Regions from separate parts of the Columba livia genome. Here region 1 is linked to region 2. A link is a contact called in public Hi-C data. All regions are on one chromosome and are shown on one strand. The core of a region is the stretch at or near the end of the contact, and the rest is flanking DNA. Distances in the headings are between cores, read along the strand shown. Region 1 overlaps APCDD1 (APC down-regulated 1). Region 2 has its middle 9.0 kb from the start of NAPG.

What was found. A called contact is a pair of places that touch in the nucleus more often than the background predicts.
Region 1: a contact with region 2 is called in a Hi-C map of crop, with 4 times the contacts expected there. The contact joins two enhancer-like sites. A contact is called at or near these places in 2 of 2 Hi-C or Micro-C datasets (crop and liver).

Annotation. Positions count from the first base shown.
Region 1 is chr2:108,369,364-108,372,063 of bColLiv1.pat.W.v2, reverse strand. APCDD1 (APC down-regulated 1) reads right to left here. Exons shown (of 5, transcript XM_065053131.1): 5 at 2,556-2,700. Among named protein-coding and RNA genes, the nearest start is that of APCDD1, 35 kb to the right of the region's middle. Within about 2 kb of position 1,288, at least 1 of the 3 cell types and tissues checked has an H3K27ac peak away from gene starts, as active enhancers do.
Region 2 is chr2:108,098,110-108,100,809 of bColLiv1.pat.W.v2, reverse strand. No RefSeq gene overlaps it. Among named protein-coding and RNA genes, the nearest start is that of NAPG, 9.0 kb to the right of the region's middle. Within about 2 kb of position 1,354, at least 1 of the 3 cell types and tissues checked has an H3K27ac peak away from gene starts, as active enhancers do.

The DNA.
Region 1 (2,700 bases), core at 39-2,538, 270 kb before region 2:
ATGCAGTGTGGGGAAGAGATTCCTCTAGTGCCTATTGCATAGGTTCAGAAAGTCTTGCCATGTTTGTATGGCATGCAGAAGGGGCTACAGGGACAAAGCTTCATTTTGGTGCTTCTTAACTCTCGAAAGCCTGACTTCAGATTTCTTCTAAGCGAAGTTCCTGTGATTTCTTTTATCACTAAAGCTCCTGTGAATGGTGTGCTCCCCTGGTAAGGAGAGAGCATCATGTGGAATGAAATTGTAGTGTTAGCCTGATCCTCAGGGAGGACTTTAAAATATCTTTAAAAAGCTGTATGTGTATTTTTATTTTCTGTGTAAAACCATGGACTCAATGGAGAAACTCGTTCATAGAATCATAGAACGTTGGGGATTGGAAGGGACCTCAAAAGATCATCTAATCCAGTCCCCCGATGCAGTTTAAGGGCCAGTACGTGTTTCCTGTTAATTTGCCCAGTTAACCGGGCTCTGATGACCCTTTAAGTGATGGTGGTGTCACCCTCTTTGCCTTGCTGGCACTGCTCTGTTCCGTAGTTGCTACTGTGCTCTCTCCTAAGCGATCTGAGTTAATTGCTATATTCAGACCAAGGGACAACGCGCTGATTCTCCACTTCAACCGCGCTTCTGCTCATTGTTCGCGGTAAATGGGACTGCGAACCTCCCACCTTGTCTGGTTTCGGTCTCCCCGCTGCCTCTACCCGCTGTTTTTTTGGGGGAAAGCTGGCGGTAGGAAGAAGGCTGAGGAAGGCCGCCAGATGGCAATGTCTCCCCGGCCCTCAGCGCTCCCGGCTCCGGCAGCCACTCCCGGCCCGCCCACGGGCTTTGCCTGTCTCTTGGTTATAACCATGAAGGTATTCATTGTGTTTGCTGGAAGATATGGTTGTTTCCAGCAATGCCTTATCGGGTAGTTAGTAAAGCTGCTGTCTGTCTATCTATGCTTGTGTCTGTCTAGCAAGCATCTCTTCTCTGGATGAAGGTATGTAGTAGGTCAGATCCCAGACTTTTTCCATGGGTGGAATTGCAGAATTCAGCAGAGTTAATCTAAGAAATATAATTCCTAACAACTCCAAGAACAAACTTTTTACCCAAACTTTTTTTATTTCTGTATTTGAAGAATGCACTATCCTGCATAGTTTGCTTGCCCATTTTCCAATAGACTGTCATGGAAATGACAGTGGACAGGGTCCAATGTGGTTCCCATGGGAAAAGAATGTTGGGAATTGTGTCTACCTGCTTTAGAGCAGTGATCACGGGCAGTTCCCGTGACTGGGAGACACGTAGAAATTAATTACTGTTCTTGAGGCTTGGCAGCGCCACAGCTAGAATCCGTGCGATGGACTGGTCCTATACCCTGGAGCAGACTTGTGATGAAGAAAGGGTGGGGAGAAGGTGCTTAGTAAATAATTGCTCAGGCCAACAGCGCTGTTTCCTCAGCTATTTAGGGTCCCTATGGTTTCATGCCTTGCAGCCATGTTTGTTTCTGCCTGATTCACCAGTGGAGTGGAAATTTTGTTTCTTCATTTCCTTATTGTTATTTATTGCTGTCAGCAAATAGTAATTTAAAGACATCAACAGTGATTGCACCAAAGACGAGGAGACTGGAAGGAAAAAAATTATTGGCAAATGCTTTCTAGTAAGAGGAAAAAATATGGAAAATAAATGAAAAAATTCAGAATGAGTAGTGCTGGTTTTTATTACCTAGCCTACCCTGTTGTGTCAGGAGTGAGTATATTTTGCCATGTATAATCTATTTATGCCTGAATTCATCCGTACCCACTACTTGATGTGGAAAGAGTGCCACTTCTTCACAGGCTGTGGCTACTGCATTTGGACTGCCTTGTAATTTAGGGCATTCTTCCTGAAAATCAAGCTCATCTTTCAGGGGCCTCCTGAGTTGCGTCTGAAACCTCAGAAATCATTTGACTCCCAAGCTTTTGATGGTGATGGTGGAAGTCTCATTGGCTTCATTTCACATCTTCTTTCTTTGTGCAAGTGAGGCTGGAGTGAAACTGCACAGCACTGAAGAAAGATACTCTTGTTATCCTGTGATTTTCTTTCCATTCTCAGTAAATTTGAGGTTTTTCTTCCTGTTTAAGAAAAGAGTCTCTTCTAATCCCAGCCCCCCGGGTTGTAGCCCTTACATCAAGAGAGATGGAATAGCAGGGCAGTGATGCTGTTTTGTTTGCTTACTTCTCATTTATGAAAAATATTTTGTTTCTTTTAAACCACTGTCTTTATCCTGACAAAGATGCTCTGGCCATATGCTCTTTGCAAGCCAATGCTGTTGTTACTTGCTGGGCATTTCCAGACCCTATTTTAGTCAGAGAACCTAAAGATGTGCTGTGAAACCCAAATCTTCCCACTTGTATTCATCAGAGCTGTTTCTAGTGACATGTTCTCAAGCAAAAGTGTTTTCTTCTCTATAGTGTAAGAAATGAGCTTTTCTGTGCACAAGTTACTGAACAGAGGGATTTTTGGTTATTGCTTTCTGAGACACCTGTAATTTTTTACAGGTAGAAAGTGAACAGAAAATTAACGTGTAGGAGGCAAAGAGATACTTAATTTTTCAGTTAGTCTCTTTTATTTCAATCAATAGTTTAACAAGTGCTTAAACTTCCCCGGCAGTTTAATCTTGAACGTAGTTGAGAAGAAAAATATCTTCTGTAACTTTACAAAAATAAAAAGATTTCTTTTAAATCCAGC
Region 2 (2,700 bases), core at 105-2,604:
CCATGGTAGCAATAAGGAAAAATTAAGATTTGAAATGTAAAATCAAGGTAACAGACCATTTTCCCAGCCAGAGGCCAGATTGTGATGTACTGTGATATATATCTGTGACATCTAAATCTAAACCTGTTTCACACAGAATGTATATATTTAGTATAAATGACAAAATCAGGAATTTTGTTTCATGTGTTTCATAATGAGCCACTTCAGCTGGGGTTCATATGATCTATTTTTATATTTCTGTGCTCCAGCGTGGAGGCAATGTTTAGATATAAACCCATACATACCCCAAACAAGATGATAATTTCACAGCAAACTGTTAAGAGTCTTCTACTTCTCTAAACTGCACTGCACTTTAGCTTAAGGTTATGTAATACCGAAACGTACCACTCCTGTTTGGCACCACCCTAAATGTTTCTTAATACGTGTTCAAATAGAGCCCTCCTGTGTTCGCTAGGTTTCATTACAACATCCTTTAAATCAGGGATCACGTCTTGATCTATATTCACCAGACTGAGCTCAAGAAGTGACAGACAAGCTCCTCAACTCTGGCCTTTACAAAACATGGACTGTTGAATTCCACTTGCCAAATACTGTATCAAGCTCCAAAATCATATCTTTTAAGAGAGATTTGGGTTTGATTTAAAGATTACAATTGAGAAAGAATTCACCACTAGCTCTTAGTTAATCCACGGTTCAGTGGTAGCCATCATAACTCACAATAGCTTAATTGTTATTATGAATATGACTTATTATATTTATGACCCATCCCTGCATGGTTTCTTTATTGAGATATCCAAAACCCAACCGGACATGCTCATGAGCAGTCTGCTATAGTTGACCCTGCTTTCAGCAGGGGAGTTAGACTAGACCATCTCCAGAGATGGCTTCCAACCTCAATGAATCCATAGTTTGTGTTGAATAGTTTGTGATGGAAGGGACCTTCAAAGGTCATCTAGTCCAACACTCCCTGCTACGAGCAGAGACATCTTCAATTAGATCAGGTTGCTCAGAGCCCTGTCCAGCCTGCCCTTGAATGTCTCCAGGGATGGGGCATCTACCGCCTGTCTGGGCAACCTGGGCCAGTGTTTTACCACCCTCTTTGTCAAAAACTGCTTCCTCATGTCTGGCCTGAATCTCCCCTCCTTTAGTTTAAAACCATTGCCCCTTGTCCTGCCATAAGAGGCCCTGCTAAAAAGTCTGTCCCCACCTTTCTTATAGACCACTTCTAAGTACTGAAAGGTCACCATGAGGTCTCCCCAGAGCCTTCTCTTCTGTAGGCCGAACAACCCCAACTCTCTCAGTCTGTCCTCATAGGAGAGGTGTTCCAGACCTCTGATCATTTTTGTGTCTCTCCTCTGAACCTTCTCCAACAAGTTCTGTCATTCTATAATTCTTCACTACTTTTTCCATATGATTTTGAATCATATGTGCAATTTTCCAAATGACGTGGGAATATGTGGTATCCTTCTTGTGGTCCAGAAGCCACAGGTGAAGTGAGGAGCTGCACTTAAAATAGTTTTTCCTCCTGCTTTTCCTGTAGCCTCTTATGCAACTATGTGGAAAAGATTACATGTTCCATGCACCCATCTGTGCTTCTGTTTCTATTCTGCAGCCTTTAAACCATCCATAAGAGCATGTATTTTGGTATCATGGGACACCTTTACTTTATTTTTGTATCATGGGACACCTTTACTATAAGCAGCACTTAGAAGAAAAAAAGGAGAAGGAAGCAGCCACCAGTTGAAAGAGCAAAATCAAAGCCAGAAACCACATGAAATAACAGGAAAGAGAACAGTGTAAGAAGGTAGGAGGTAGAAAGCAAACACACATAATTGGGAAATGACAGAGTGCTCTGCAATACTGTGGACAGAAAAGTATGTAAGAAGCATATCCATCACAGGAAAGACCTGGCACACAGAACTGTAGGGAAACACTACCTTGATTTACCTTTTCTCATCTGAAGGTGCATCTGTAATCTTTATTAACAGTATATGTATGCAGGGGAAGCAGATTTTTAAGTACTGTGATTGTTCCTTTTTTAGCAGGTTTAGAGACAAGAAAATACATTTTGCAGCTTAAAAGGAAGAATTAATACTTGATTCATTTCTACAGTTCTTGAAAATAAAAAAAAAAAAAAATTGGGACCTACCCCCATGTCATAAATTCCTTTACCAGTTTAAGAGTAAACATAAAGAATATGATTTTTACAAGGAGGCTTTGATTCCTCCTTGAAATTTTCCCACTACTGCTTTCAGAGAAGATGACATTAAAGGCAATTACATTTAAGAGAATTCACTGTGCTCACACTCATATGTTTTTTACATATGAGAAACAGTTTAATTACGTATCTGTGGATAGTCCAAAGATATGCTAACCTGATCTTCCAGATTACTTTCACAAAATACTAGACATTTTCTTTTTTCAAGAGAAAACCACAGTTGGGTTTTCTCCACATGCACCACAGTAATAAACCATATGTTCTCTATATAAAATTGAGGAGCAGAAAACAAAGTCAATGGTTTCATCAAAGTCACACAGAAAGAAAAGGTGGTTTATTTGAACTGAATTAATTTAAAATATTCTGTTTTATAGAACTCAGGTGAAATACAAAACTTTAGTTAGACTAATATGAAAAAAATGAATGTGACTTGGAAAGTACTATAGCAAAGGAAATCCTGGTTTGCTAAAGTTTCATCTAGA